2 separate regions of the Macaca mulatta genome follow, and region 1 is linked to region 2. Evidence: chromatin contacts called from public Hi-C data. All regions are on one chromosome and are shown on one strand. The core of a region is the stretch at or near the end of the contact, and the rest is flanking DNA. Distances in the headings are between cores, read along the strand shown.

Region 1 (7,218 bases), core at 1,686-4,185, 46 kb before region 2:
TGATTCCATACCTTGTCACTAAGAAAAGCAGATCATAAACTTTGATCTGTTGTGATTTTAGATCTTAGATCCCATCAATACCAAATTTGAAAGATTAGTTGCTTATTGCCTGTGTGTAAAAATACTCATAAACTTGAGGGAAGTTCCACAGGCTAATCCTAGTTTGAAGTCTTGTAAGTATGAACAATGAGATACTTAGGATTTACTGGAAAGAGTACAAGACTCGGAGTCAAAAAATTTGGGTCTGCCCCATCTGCATTATTTACAAGTTCATGATCTTGGGCAAATCATCACTCCAGCCTGAGTTGTGTCACCTGTGATTTGGGGATAAAATTGCTAACTGCATAGGATTGCTATTAAAATCAAATGAGATAATGGACTATACATGAGATTGTCTGGTAAAATGTAAAGCCCAATACAAATGTTAAATACTATTGTCACTATTACAACTGGTCACAAAGAACATCTGTAAAAAAAGTAGAAATGGCATAATGAAAATTCATCCTAATAAAAAAAATATAACCAAGCAGAAGCACCTTTATTTTTAAAAGGAATGAATATGATCCTTCCCAGGACACAAAATATGGTACTTGACCTCACACAGTTCACAGTGGCAGTGGAACCAGTCTCCCGCTGTGTGATGACTGATATCCACACGTGCCCAGCATGTACCTCGATTCTCAGTTTCAGGTAAGAAAAAGATAAGTTTGAGAGAATATATTAATGAATAGATTTTCACTTCCTTGATCATAGGAAGTGAAAAAAAAAAGTTTAAGAACATCAAGTGTTGTTCTTTGGATTTCAGATCCCCTGGAACTGAAACAAAGAAGGCTAGAAAGAAGGTAGAGAAAGAGGGGCGTAGAAGAGTCTATAGAAAGAGGCATGGGGTTCCAAGGAGGGAAGGACAAAGCTAGCTTGTTAGGAAAGTAGTATGTTGTAAAGGAAAGAGCCCTGGACCAGGAGTCAAGAAACAGCTCTAGTCCCAGCAATGCCACAGGCTCTCTATGAAACCCTGGGCAGGCCACCGCCCCTCTCTGGGCCTCAGTTTCTTTACCGATAATACAAAGGAGGCATCGTAAAACCAGTTAGAGCAGCTACTCAATCATTTACAAAATATGTATTAAGTGTTTATTATGCAATAGGCAGTGTTCTAGTCACAGAGACATGGGAGAAAATAAAAACAGACATGGTTCCTGCTGCCATGGATCTGGCATTCTAAATGATCTCACTCCACCTCAAAGACCCGGCACACTAGAACTGACTGTAGGCTGTGGTGAGGCCACAGTAGACAGGCACAATGGCTAAATGACTGAAGAGCAGACAGCATGACCTCTTCAAAAGCAGTCTATTTTTTTTTAAGCAGAAGCAAGTGCTCCTCACCCTCATGTTGCCCCACTCCAGGTCCTGGGCCTTGGAGCTTAATACAGATCATGGCATCCAACAGACTTTTATTCTGAAAGCCAAGGTTAGGGCTCAAAGAAACTTCCAGAAATATAAAGATGTTTTGTTTTGTTTTTCAGTTAGATAATTAGACTCATTACGGCAGAGAAATGGGGACATTATTTGATACTTTTTAAAAAGCATATCTAAAATGACTAACATTAATGTACAGGTGAAATTTCATAAAAATTAATGATCACTATAATTGTTCCTAATCTCTGTTTTCTATACTAGGAAAAACAAAATTTATATATGAATTATTTGCTACATGTAGACAGAATTGTTCCTAATCTCTGTTTTCTATAATAGGAAAAACACCATTTATATATGAATTATTTGCTATACGTAGAGAGAATATAATACCTCTTTTACCAAACATGAAGCCCTACCCTTGATTTCTGTGGTACATTAACAAAATGTACTTTGCATTGCCAAAAGAGAAATAGTATTGAGTTTTGATCTGTATTTTCTGTTGCTCATTCATTAAATTGGTGTAAAAGAAGGAAAATCTTAAAAGACATGGAAGGCAGCTCCCTTACAGACAGCTATCAAAAGAGCGTCCCAAGAGTGCCCTGACCACACTTTTCTTCCTAGATCATGGGCCCCAGCATCTCCAAGCACACACTGTCTTCCACAGGATCTTCTGACAAGTCTGCTTCACCCTAGGAATCCCCATGATCAACATGAGAGAATGAAGAGAAGGATAGGCCGCCATGAGTGTCTCCCAGATGAAGACACTGGTGAGATCAGGAGGATAAGTCTTGGAGGTGATGGAGAAGGGGCTGGCCACGATATAAACCAGGTGAAGTAAGAGGAAGCAGCCCAAGGACTTCAGGGCAGTGATGTGAGCCTTGGCCCGGGCATCCCCCCTACCAGCTAAATGGACCTTCATCTTCTTGTGGTGTGTATACAAAGAGATAATCAGCATCCCAGAGGAAACAAGAAACACCATTAAAGGCAAATAACTTCCAGAATTGAGCTGAAATACATACAGGTACTGCCAGTGTTCAAAGGGATAACGAATGCTGCTGTTTCCTTGGGGAGGATGATGGACCGTTAAGCCAACTTGGACTGTAAGTAACAAACTGATTATAAAGTAGCCCAGAAGGCACCACAGACTCAGGTTATAGGCCCTCTGCTTCAGCCACAAGTAGGCAGGGCGATCAAAGGTGGTGATCTTCTTGCAATAGAAGACACTGAGGAAGGTGGCAAACCACAAGCTGGCCTGGCTTACCAGGACCCAGAAGACATTAAGATAGCGAAGCCAACGGCTGCTCTGGAAAAGGGGAAACAAGGTTAAGTCCAAAATGATCAGCCACTGCAGGAGAAACCGGCAGCCAGCCAGGCCCAGGATAATGAGGTTATATGAGGACCAGCTGAATTTTCTGATCCATTCTCTTAAACTCCAGACCACAAGGATTCCATTTCCAATTAAACCGATGAGAAATTCAATCACGGCCACCAGCATCAGCAGTCCTAGGCCAGCGCTCAGCATGACGGGGGAGGGGAGGCTCTCACTGCTCCTGGCTGAGCTCAGATCCCCCAGCAGCAATAACACACCAGGGTAAATTTGCACACCACAGAATCTGGATTTGGCCTTATCCCTCTGTAATCTGTCTTCAAGCAAGACTGAACAGCTGTGACGAGGAACAGAGAGGTTGAAAGTTATGACACGCTCTGTATTTGCATCTACATGAATGAACTCTGGGTGTAGACCCAGAGATTGCCAACAGTACCAGAGACACTGGCTCTCCATCTCAAAGGTCATGGGCCAAAGTCTAGACACCAGGATATAATGTAGCAAGGCCCCTCAACAAGAAAGATCAAATCAAAACATGCTCAGGTGCTATATAGTGCCAGTTATGAGCTCATATGCTATATATAAAAAAAGAAATTTTATTTTCATAAAAACAACATTGGGCCGGGCATGGTGGCTCACACCTGTACTCCCAACACTTTGGGAGGCCAAGGCGGGTGGATCACCTGAGGCCAGGAGTTTGAGACCAGCTTGGCCAACATGGTGAAACCCCATCTCTACTAAAAATATAAAAATTATCCAGGCATGGTGGTGGCTGCCTGTAGTCTCAGCTACTCGGGAGGCTGAGGCAGGAGAATCACTTGAACCCAGGAGATGGAAACTGCAGTGAGCCGAGATTGCACCACTGCACTCCAGCCTGGGCGACAGAGCAAGACTCTACCTCAAAAAAGAAAAAAAAGAAAAAAAAGTAAGCATGCTGAGAATTCTCTATGAAGCTGTAGGCAGGCAGGCCACTGCCCCTCTCTGGGCCTCAGTTGCTCTAATAATAACTGAATGGATTGTAGGACTAGATTTCCATTCCTTCGGATTAAATTTACAGAGTGCTTATTTTGTGTCAAACTAGTGTACTAGGCACTGGGGATAGTGCCATTGTAATACACAGTCCCTGCCTCCAGGTGGCATTCATTGTACATCATCTCCACCCAGCTGCAAGACCTAGCACTCTAAAACTCTGGCTGTAGGCTATGGAGGGGCAGAGAAGGTCACGATCTTCTACTGGCCTAAAAATCTAGATGAGGCTTGAACCTGTCCAAAAGCTGGGTTTCTTTGGCGACTTTCTGATAGAGACATAGTGCCTCTCTCTGCCCACCTGCCCCAATCTAGCCTGGCAGTAGAATTTGCCACAGATCCTGGTAGCCAACTGGCATGTTTCCAGAAAGCTAGTCTGGTGTCAAAAAATCAAAGTATCCAGAAATATAAAGAAAGGTTTTTGACAGACTAGTTTACTACAAGTGTTGAGAGGCTAAACCACATGGAAAATTGAGATAATAATTTAGCTAATTCCACTAAGAAAAGTGCTTGCCTAAAAAATATCCAGCAATTAACATACAGGTTCACCTCTTTTTAAAATACATTAGTTTCAAACTATAGCTATTTTCTACTTCCTTTTATCAAAAACATAGCGTATTGGCAAGGAAAATTAGATTATCTGCAGTAATTTTTTAAAATGTGATACTTTCCATGCAAAATATGAAAACTCAGTTTTGACTTCAGTAGTTTATTAAAATGATGTGATTTGCATTGCTTATAGAGCAATAAGGTCCAGTTTCTAGCCTGTTTTTCATGTTACCCTTTCATTTTGCTTCAAAATCAAAGAAGAAATAAGAAGAATTGAGAATAAAAATTTTATTTTTCTAAAATCTAGTTATTTCTACTGTTGTCAATGATACAGTTAAGGACCTGATTAGATCCTTCTCCCAAGCCATGGCCTCTAGGGTTTCCAAACACATCTCATCTCCTACAGAATTCTCTGACAAGTCTGATTCCTCATAACCATTACAACAGAGGAAAGTGAAGTATAGACAGCCATGAGCTTTGCAGAGATGGCAAGAATGGTGAGATCAGAAGGAGATTAGAAGGTTATGGGAAAGTGGCTGGCCAAGGCAGAAACCATGTAAAAGGGGAAGTTCAGAGCAATGAGCACCTTGGCTCGAGCCTCCTCCTGACAGCTGTGTGGTCCTCCATCTTCCTGTGATGTCTATACAAAAAGACAAGTGGAGCAGAAACATCACAAATAGCAACCAGTTTCCTGCACTGGACTGCAATCTATAAAAATAACAGATTTAAAATGGGTTGCAGGATGTTGCTGTTTCCTGTTAATGGTTTTTAAAGCATCCAGCCAACAGAAGCTGAGAAATAAAAAGTGATCTTGAAAGACACTAGCAAAAACCAAAAACCCAGCCTTTTCAGCTACAAGAAGTCAGCGGGGCAAAGGTCATGATCTCCATGCAGCAGAAGCCACTGAAGAAAGTGGCAAACTGCATGTTGGCCTGGCTTACCAGGACTCAGAAGACATGAAGATAATAAAGCCAACCACTGCTCTGGGAAAGTGGAAACAGACTTACGTGCAACATGATCAGCCTGAGTAGGAGAAAGTGGCTACTTACCAGAATCATGAGGATTTATAGGAACTTCTTACATTTTTTTTTTTTTTTGACCCATTCTCTAAAACTCCAGACATAGGGACTCCATTTCCAACCAGGCCAATGAGAAATTCAGCCACTGCAATGGGCATCAGCAATCCTAGGGCAGCAGCCAACGTGGCTGGGGAGGGGAGGGTCTCAGTGCTGAATCAGGAGATGCCCTGCTTTAGTGCTGATTAACATGTACTGCTCTTGGCTGTGTCAGAATCCCTGAGGATGGTATTAGTATCATGGCAGAGCATTTCACTTCTCACAACTCAGATTTTGTTACTGTCTGAAATCCCTTCTCTGGTAAAGATGTTACAACTGTGAACAGAAGAAACGTTCTTGAAGGTAACAATCCCTCCTTCACTTACATCTACCTGACACTGGCCTGAGATCTGAGATTAGGTACAGAGACACAATTACAGAATGGCCTTCCGAAGGAAAGAACTAAACTCCAGACAGCCTAGAGCACAGTCTCCTGAAATCCTACTTCCACCCGACCTAACTCCACAAAACCTAAGTAAGACATTCTGAGAATTTAAACAGTGGCAAATGCAAGGCAACTCATGTTACATAAAGGGAAAGCATGGGCCGGGTGCAGTGGCTCACACCTGTAATCCCAGCACTTTGGGAGGCCAAGGCAAGTGGATCACTTGGGGTTAGGAATTTGAGACCATCCTGGCCAACATGGTAAAACCCCGTCTCTACTAAAAATACAAAACTTAGCTGGGCGTGGTGGCACAGGCCTGTAGTCCCAGCTACTCAGGAGGCTGAGGCAGGAGAATTGCCTGAACCCAGGAGGTGGAGATTGCAGTGAGCCGAGATTGCACCATTGCACTCCAGCCTGGGCGACAGAGCGAGACTCCGTCTCAAAAAAAAAAAAAAAAAAAAAAAGGGGAAAGCATGACATTTTTCAATTATTTAACCAATATTTATTAATGACTACTATGTGCCAGTCCTCTGTTCCAAGCTCTTGGGATACAGTGGAAAGAAACAAAGTTGCTGCTCTCATGGAGCTTACGTTCTGGTGGACGAGGCAAGTAATTAATGGTTTTAATATGTTTGTAATTTGAATATATAAACATGAGAGCTATATTTACACCTATGCAAAGGCTTATTGCAATAACAATGAAAACAAATGGAAGGATAGGGTGAGCAAACAAGCAAAAACAAGGAGAAGACAGGATAAATGTCAACTGCTGAGTAACAAATTCTAGGAGAGGTGAGGCAGGAGAGAAATCTGTGAACCACGGCTGCTACTTCATCTCCACGCAGAACTGTTCAGCCTATCGGCATCCACACCAAGAGGTGCAATGAAGGGGTGTATGTGGAGAGTAACAGCCTCCATGCCATCCACTTTACCAGAGCAACAGTATGGTTTTTACTTTTGACACAACCAAAATGTGTCTGGCATTATACTACCATGAGTCTTTGTACCAAAGTCCCTTCTATTCATGCTCCTATTCCCCACGGCTCTGAGCCCTCAGCTACTTTACCAGTACCTGAACCAAGAAAAGAAAGCTGATGAAAGATCAAGTGGGATGCAAGCATCCAAAGACACCCTCCTACGGGCAAGTTATGGCTTTACACTCAGCGTCAACAGAGCAGTCTATAATAAGAATATTAAACAAAGAACAAGCATTGGTTTCCAAAACCTGGCACTTTCACCCAAAAAATCACCCTGTCCTGCTACCACTCAGTACAGTTCCATCTTCCATCCCCTATTCTACATCTCTCTTGCAAATCTTCTGTATTCCTGTACTCAAGACTTCTTAAAATGCTTCTCAGACTTGTTCCTATTTTGCCACTAGATGGCGTCAAGGCAACGCCGCT
Region 2 (6,660 bases), core at 1,462-3,961:
AATAATATGACTTTAACATTACAGAGTATGATAATATCTGTAAATCCAACCTGTACCTAAGAGTTGCTGCCAAGTATTTTCAAAATCCAGCTTTCATTAGCTGGAGAGACAAAAAGTACTATATATATCCAATATATACATCCTCTAATTTTTTTTTTTTTAGTATAAACAACTGCTATATTATTACTATATTTTGGTTACAGTAGACTTTAGAAATTAAGAAATTTAGATCCAACATGGGTACTGATTTAATCCATCATTAGGCCAAAGGAGAGTAAAAAGAGATGTTTTATAATTAATAATTTAATAAGTAGATTCATTAATAACATACGCAATGATCAAACAAGTGTCAGGAGGTGTGGAATAAATGCAAAGCCTCACTCTCAGTCATAACAATGAGCTAGTTTAGAGGAGGATCCCCAGCCTCCCGGGTCAAGGACTAGTAGAGGTCTGTAGCCTGTTAGGAACCCGGCTGCACAGCAGGAGGTGAGCGGCAAGCAGTGAGCAAGCATTACTGAGATCCGCCTCCTGTCAGATGAGCAGGGGCGTTAGATTCTCATAGGAGTGCGAACCCCATTATAAACTGCTCATGCGAGGGATCGAGGCTGTGCACTGCTCATGAGAATCTAACTAATGCCTGATGATCTGAGGTAGAAAAGTTTCATCCTCAAACCATCCCCGCGGCACCCGCCTCCTCCAGGGAAAAATTGTCTTCCGTGAAACCAGTTACTGGTGCCAAAAAGGTTGGGGTCTGCTGGTTTAGAGAATGAGAAATAGGTTAAATCCCAATAAAACAATACATTCTTGAACTAACCACATGAGGGACTTTCTGACACAGCAACAGGAACATATTCCAAAGTCAGATTCCCTGTGTCTATGTAACTGCCTTCCCCCGGTTGCTCCTTCAGACCTTAAAAGGAATTAGGATGCCTCAAATATGATTAACCTAAAGTGTTTCATTTTAAAATCAGCAAAAATTATGATAGGTAATATCTACTTCACAAGGTTATCGCAAAAATTAAACAGCTTCAGTAGTGAGCTTAGCCTAATACAATTTCTATAAATATTTCATGGGAAATTTCATGCTTTCAGTGCATCAGAAAAGGTCTAATAAATTTGGTTCTTTGATTAAACACAAAGATTCGACTGTCCAAGTCAAAATCACATCATTGTCGGAAAAGGTAGTCACTACCACATAATAGCAGCAATGGTTACTATCAGCTAAGAGATTTATCTATAATCAATTATAAAACTAAATCTACAAGTTATGTAAAATTATCCCCACTTAGAGCTGAGAAAACAACCTCGGAGAGACTGCATAACCTGCCCAAGATCCCGCAGGAAGTATGTGGCGAGTGATCTCAAGGCCCAGGCCCTTTGACACCAATGCTACTACTTTCCCAAAGCCCCTTGCTGCCTCCTGAATTTCAAGAGCTACTGTAAAGATGGGAGTACACATCACTGAATACAGAGTTGAGAGAGCTAGCCATTCTATCAGAGAAACATTTTCGAAGTGGCAGTACTGTTAATATAAAAAGCAGAAGCCCACCAATCAAATAAACACCAATTCCCAGGGTGCTGTTGGCTATCTAATCCTATCACTAAACTTAGGGGCACAGTGTGGGTAAGAGAATAAAGATATGAGTACAACATACTATAGAATCAAACTGCTAATGAGAACCTGTGTCATGATTCTGGAAATGTACTCATTTCAGTGCTCAGACAAGCAAGAGCTCATAAATCTTACATGATAACAATGTCTCATTTGGGGCACACAAAAATCAAAGCCTACTGGAAAAGATTAGGAAAGGATTATTTAACTTGGATACTTTTTAAAATTAAACTTTTAACTCTTATTTAAAGACATTTTAATACTGTAACATTAGTGTTAAGTAATAACTTTTTTATGTTTCACATTTCAATACAGAAAAAATAGATTAAAGATACATACAGGTTAAAGGGGGGATCCAAGAATATAGGATTAAGGTGGGAAAAATGACAGAGTCATGGAGGAACTGATTCTTTATTGATCTTCACAGGAGGATGGGGAGTAGGAGAGCCAAAGAAGAATCTACAGGAGTTGGTGCCCAAATGTGGTAAGTGAGGAAAAACGGTAGTCTAAACTGGCTCAAGGTGGGCTAGAGTGACTGGAAAAGTGAGGAGCCATATTAAGTGGAATGAGAAGGCATTTTCTACATAGTGAAATCTGTGGTGACCATTCAGACTTGAGCTGCTCTCTTCAGGGTGGAAAGATGGGGGAAGAGGAACGTTTAGCAACACAGGAGGTAGACGGTCAAAAAAGCAACTACACGCCTTAAGAAAAAAGTTGGAACAATGATTCCTACAGTCTTTAGGTCACTAAAGACCTATAATGTTCTCTCACTGCTTAAATTCAAGCAACACACACACGTTTTAAAAATTAATGATTCCTATTACATATGTGAATAAACCTGAACTTTTTTTTTGTTTTAGTGAACATAATTTACACTGGCAAAATTTACACTACCAATCCTCCGTATCAGTTGAGTACAGAGGTGGGTGGGTGAGCTCAAAGGTCTTTAGCCCTGTAGTTAAAAGCCTGAAGAAGTCTTCTGATCACCGCTGATAGTAATACATCTCAATATTAATACAGACAAGTGACTACCTGTAACACAGGTCTTCGAAACATGGCTTCTATTTTCTTTCCTTACAGTCTAATCTTTAGGCTCTTCCTAAAGGAAAAAAACAAAATGAGAAACATTACTTCTTATGGCAAAAGCACAACTCACCAGTCCTAAATTCCTAACTGCATTCATAATTCTTATGCACTCCAATTTTGTGACCACAACGTACCAACATTCCTGCACACCTGATGAGGATTCCTTCCTCCCTCCCAAATAAACTCACACCTGTGTCATTTAGGTCCCAAACAACTTCCTCTTCCTCCAACCCAGACAAAATTTTGATTGTGAGTTAATCCCACTTCCAATCCACTTCTTCTCAAATCTGATTACAATGCAAGCTCCCCTAGGGCACAGATTTTTATCTGCTTTATTCACTGCCATTTTCTAAACTTCTAAAAAAGTTTAGGCATAGTAAAGGCTCAAAAACTATTAGCGTCACCAAGGGACTTATATCTGAAACCTGTTGCTGAAAAATTACTGCCTTCATCTCCGTTAGCAAAGACCAAGCAGCGTAGAGATCCCCGGGCTAGCCAGCCACACCGTGGGGAGAGGTGGGCACCCTTTACCGGAGGTGGCGCCACCACCTGAAAACCGAGGAGAACTGGGAAGAAATCACGCAGTCCTCGGCACGACTGAGGAAAGGGCCAGACACCTACAGAAACACCTTCCGACCCACGCAGGATCACGCGCAGCCAAAACACAGGACTCCACCACTTGCTTAGCGCTTGCTATCCCTCCCTCACCCGACGCTCTAACCCGAGCAGCCGAGCCAACCAGGGGATCACTTCCGGGGCACAGGGAACGCAAAGCTCGCGAGAGGAAAAAGGAAGCAGAAACTCCACAACGTGCGCCTTGGAAATACTGCCGGCGAGCGCCGTGGGAAACGCCGCCCCTTAACTCTGAAGTTCCGCGAGTTTCTCTTTGGTCGCGGGAGGATGATCAACGCCGCCAAGTGGTGAGTTTGGAAGGTTTCAAGGTTCAAATTAAATGAAATTCTGTGATGAGGTTTCTAACTGTGCCCGGGAGGGGGCGAGGTAGGCAAAACAGAGACTAGCTCTGCCTGTGGGGGGAGAAAGGAAAACGATTTGTGACCAGCCTAGGCGACATAGTGAGACCCTGTCTCTACAAAAAGTATAAAATTAGCTGGGCGTGGTGGCGCGCGCCTGGGGTCCAAGCTACTCGGGAGGCTGGGGTCGGGGGATCACCAGAGCCCTGGAGGTCGTGGCTGCATTGAGCGGTGAACGCACCGCCGCACTGCAGCCTGGGCAACAGAGCGAGACTTTGTCTCAAAAAAAAAAAAAAAAGAAGAAGAAGAAAATTAAAGAAAAAAAAGAAAAAGAAAACGTTCCAGGCCTGTTAAAGCACTAAGAAAAGCAGAAAAAGAAAGGGGAGCCGGGGAAGGGCTGACAGGCCGTCAAATTTAAGGGAGCACCAGAAAAACTGGCAATCAAATAATATCTTAATGTAATATTTTAAAAGGTAAAAATTAATGCAAGAAATCCGGGAGGAACAAAATAAGAGTCGTGTGTAGCTTAACAACAGGGAATGTTCTGAGGAATGCGTCATTAGGCGATTTCGTTGCTGTGCGGACACCATAGAATGTACTTTCACGACCTAAATGGTAGAGCCTGCGACACACCTCAGCTGTGTCACTGGTGTGCCCTGTTGCTTCCAGGCTGCAAACCTGACAGCATGGGACTGTGCTGAATACCGCAGACCATTGTAATTCATGGTAAGTGTGTGTCTAAACATATGTAAACATGGAAAAGGTACAGTACAAATACAGTATAAAAGATAAAAATTGTATGGGGCGCTTACCATGAATGGAGCTTGGAGAATTAGAAGTTGCTGTGGGTGAGTGGGTGAGTGAGTGGTAACCCAACGCGAAGGTCTAGGACATTATTGTACCCCACTAAACACTTCATAAACACTATACACTTAGGCTACACTCTGTTTATAAAAAATATTTTTCTTCCTTCAATAAACTTTCACTTACTATAACTTTATAAATCTTTCAATATTTTTTACGTTTTAACTCTTTTGTAATAACAATTAGCTTACAACACACACTGTACCACTATACAAAAATATTTTTCTTATATCCTTATTCTGTAAGCTTTTTTCTACCTTTGGTTTTTTTAAAAAAAAAAAAAAACTTTTTTGCCTTTTTTAAAAAAAACGAAGACATAAACACACACATTAGCCTAGGCCTACACAGGGTCATTATGATCAGTCTCAGCCTTCCACCTCCACCTCTTGTCCCACTGGAAGGTCTTCAGAAGCAGTGACACACAGTCATCTCCTATAACAATGCCTTCTTCTGGAATCCCTCCTGAAGGACCTGCTTGAGGCTGTTTTACAGTTAACTTTTTAAAAATAAGTTAATAATATAATAAAAAGTATAGTAAACACATAAACCAGCGACATAGTCATTATTAATATGAAGTAACACATGAGTAATACATTGCATTCTGATGTTTTATTTAGGTACGATGTCACTAGACAATAGAAATTTTTCAACTCCATTGTAATGTTATGGGACCACCTTTGTAGATGCACTGTTGTATATGCAGTCTGTCTTTTTCCCAAACATCATTATGAAGTGCATGACTGTATTAAAATTTTAACTGAATACAGGATCTAAGCCAGATTGGAGCCTGAAGCACAAGGAAGAATGTGTGCCCCATATATATGTGTGTTTATGTATTTTTAAAAACTGGGGCTAGGAAGGTTAGTGGGGGGCTGGAGGGAAGGTGGGGATTGTTAATGGATACAAAAAAAATAGAATAAGACCTGCTATTTTCGATGACACAATAGGTTGACTATAGTCAGTAATTACTTAATTGTACATTTTAAAATAAGAGTGTTACTGGATTGTGTGTAACTCAAAGGATAAATGATTAAGAGGATACCCCATCCCCATGATGTGCTTATTTCACGTTGCATGCCTGTATCAAAATATCTCATGTACCCCTAAATATATACACTTCCTTTGAACCCACAAAAATTAAAAATAAAAAAGACAAAAACAAAAAAATTTTTAATTAAAAAAATTTTGGCCAGGTCCAGCAGCTCATGTTTGTAATCCCAGCACTTTGGAAGGTTGAGGCAGGTGGATCACTTGAGCCCAGGAGTTCAAGACCAGCTTGGGCAACATGGCAAAACCCTGTCTCTACAAAAAATACAAAAATTTGCCAGGCAGCCAGGCGCAGTGGCTCACGCCTGTAATCCCAGAACTTTGGGAGGCCGAGGCGGGCAGATCACGAGGTCAGGAGATCGAGACCATCCTGGCTAACACAGTGAAACCCCGTCTCTACTAAAGATACAAAAAATTAGCCAGGCGTGGTGGCGGGTGCCTGTAGTCCCAGCTACTCGGGAGGCTTAGGCAGGAGAATGGCGAGAACCCGTGTGGTGGAGCTTGCAGTGAGCTGAGATCGCGCCCCTCTCTCCAGCCTGGGCAATGGTGTGAGACTCCATCTCCAAAAAAAAAAAAAATTAACCAGGCATAGTGGTATGTGCTTATAGCCCCAGCTACTGTGGAGGCTGAAGTGGGAGGATCACTTGAGCCTGGGAAGGTGAGGTTTCAGTGAGCCATGATCACACCACTACACTCCAGCCTGTGCAACTGAGTGAGACCCTGTCTCAAAAAATATATATATATGTGTATATATATCTATATATATATATAAATGAAATATGTGCATGTTTATATATATATCTATATATACACACATTTTTTGAGACAGGGTGTATATATCACACAAAATATATATGTGTGTATATGTGGATATATATATCAATATAAATTTTTAAATTAATTTTTATTTAAAAAAATTTTTGATAGTCCAGTAGCTCATGTTTGTAGTCCCAGCACTTCAGAAGGTTGAGGCGGGAGGATCACTTGAGCCCAGGAGTTCAAGACCAGTTTGGGTGACATGGCAAAACCCTGTCTCTACAAAAAATGCAAAAATTAGCCAGGCGGCTAATTTATGTGTGT

The links. Hi-C and Micro-C count contacts between places; a contact is called where the count stands out from the background.
Region 1: a Hi-C map of CD4 T cells shows a contact between it and region 2, with 2.3 times the contacts expected there. The contact joins the promoter of TAS2R5 here to the promoter of SSBP1 in region 2. A contact is called at or near these places in 2 of 14 Hi-C or Micro-C datasets (CD4 T cells and liver).

What each region holds. Positions count from the first base shown.
Region 1 is chr3:181,605,878-181,613,095 of T2T-MMU8v2.0, reverse strand. It overlaps TAS2R5 (taste 2 receptor member 5), which reads right to left and starts at 2,935. Exons shown (of 1, transcript NM_001080758.2): 1 at 2,036-2,935. The coding sequence starts at 2,935. The coding sequence ends at 2,036.
Region 2 is chr3:181,560,446-181,567,105 of T2T-MMU8v2.0, reverse strand. It overlaps SSBP1 (single stranded DNA binding protein 1), which reads right to left and starts at 2,711. Exons shown (of 6, transcript NM_001266152.1): 1 at 2,645-2,711. The coding sequence starts at 2,668. It overlaps LOC144339993 (a long non-coding RNA gene), which reads left to right and starts at 3,662. Exons shown (of 3, transcript XR_013415656.1): 1 at 3,662-4,395.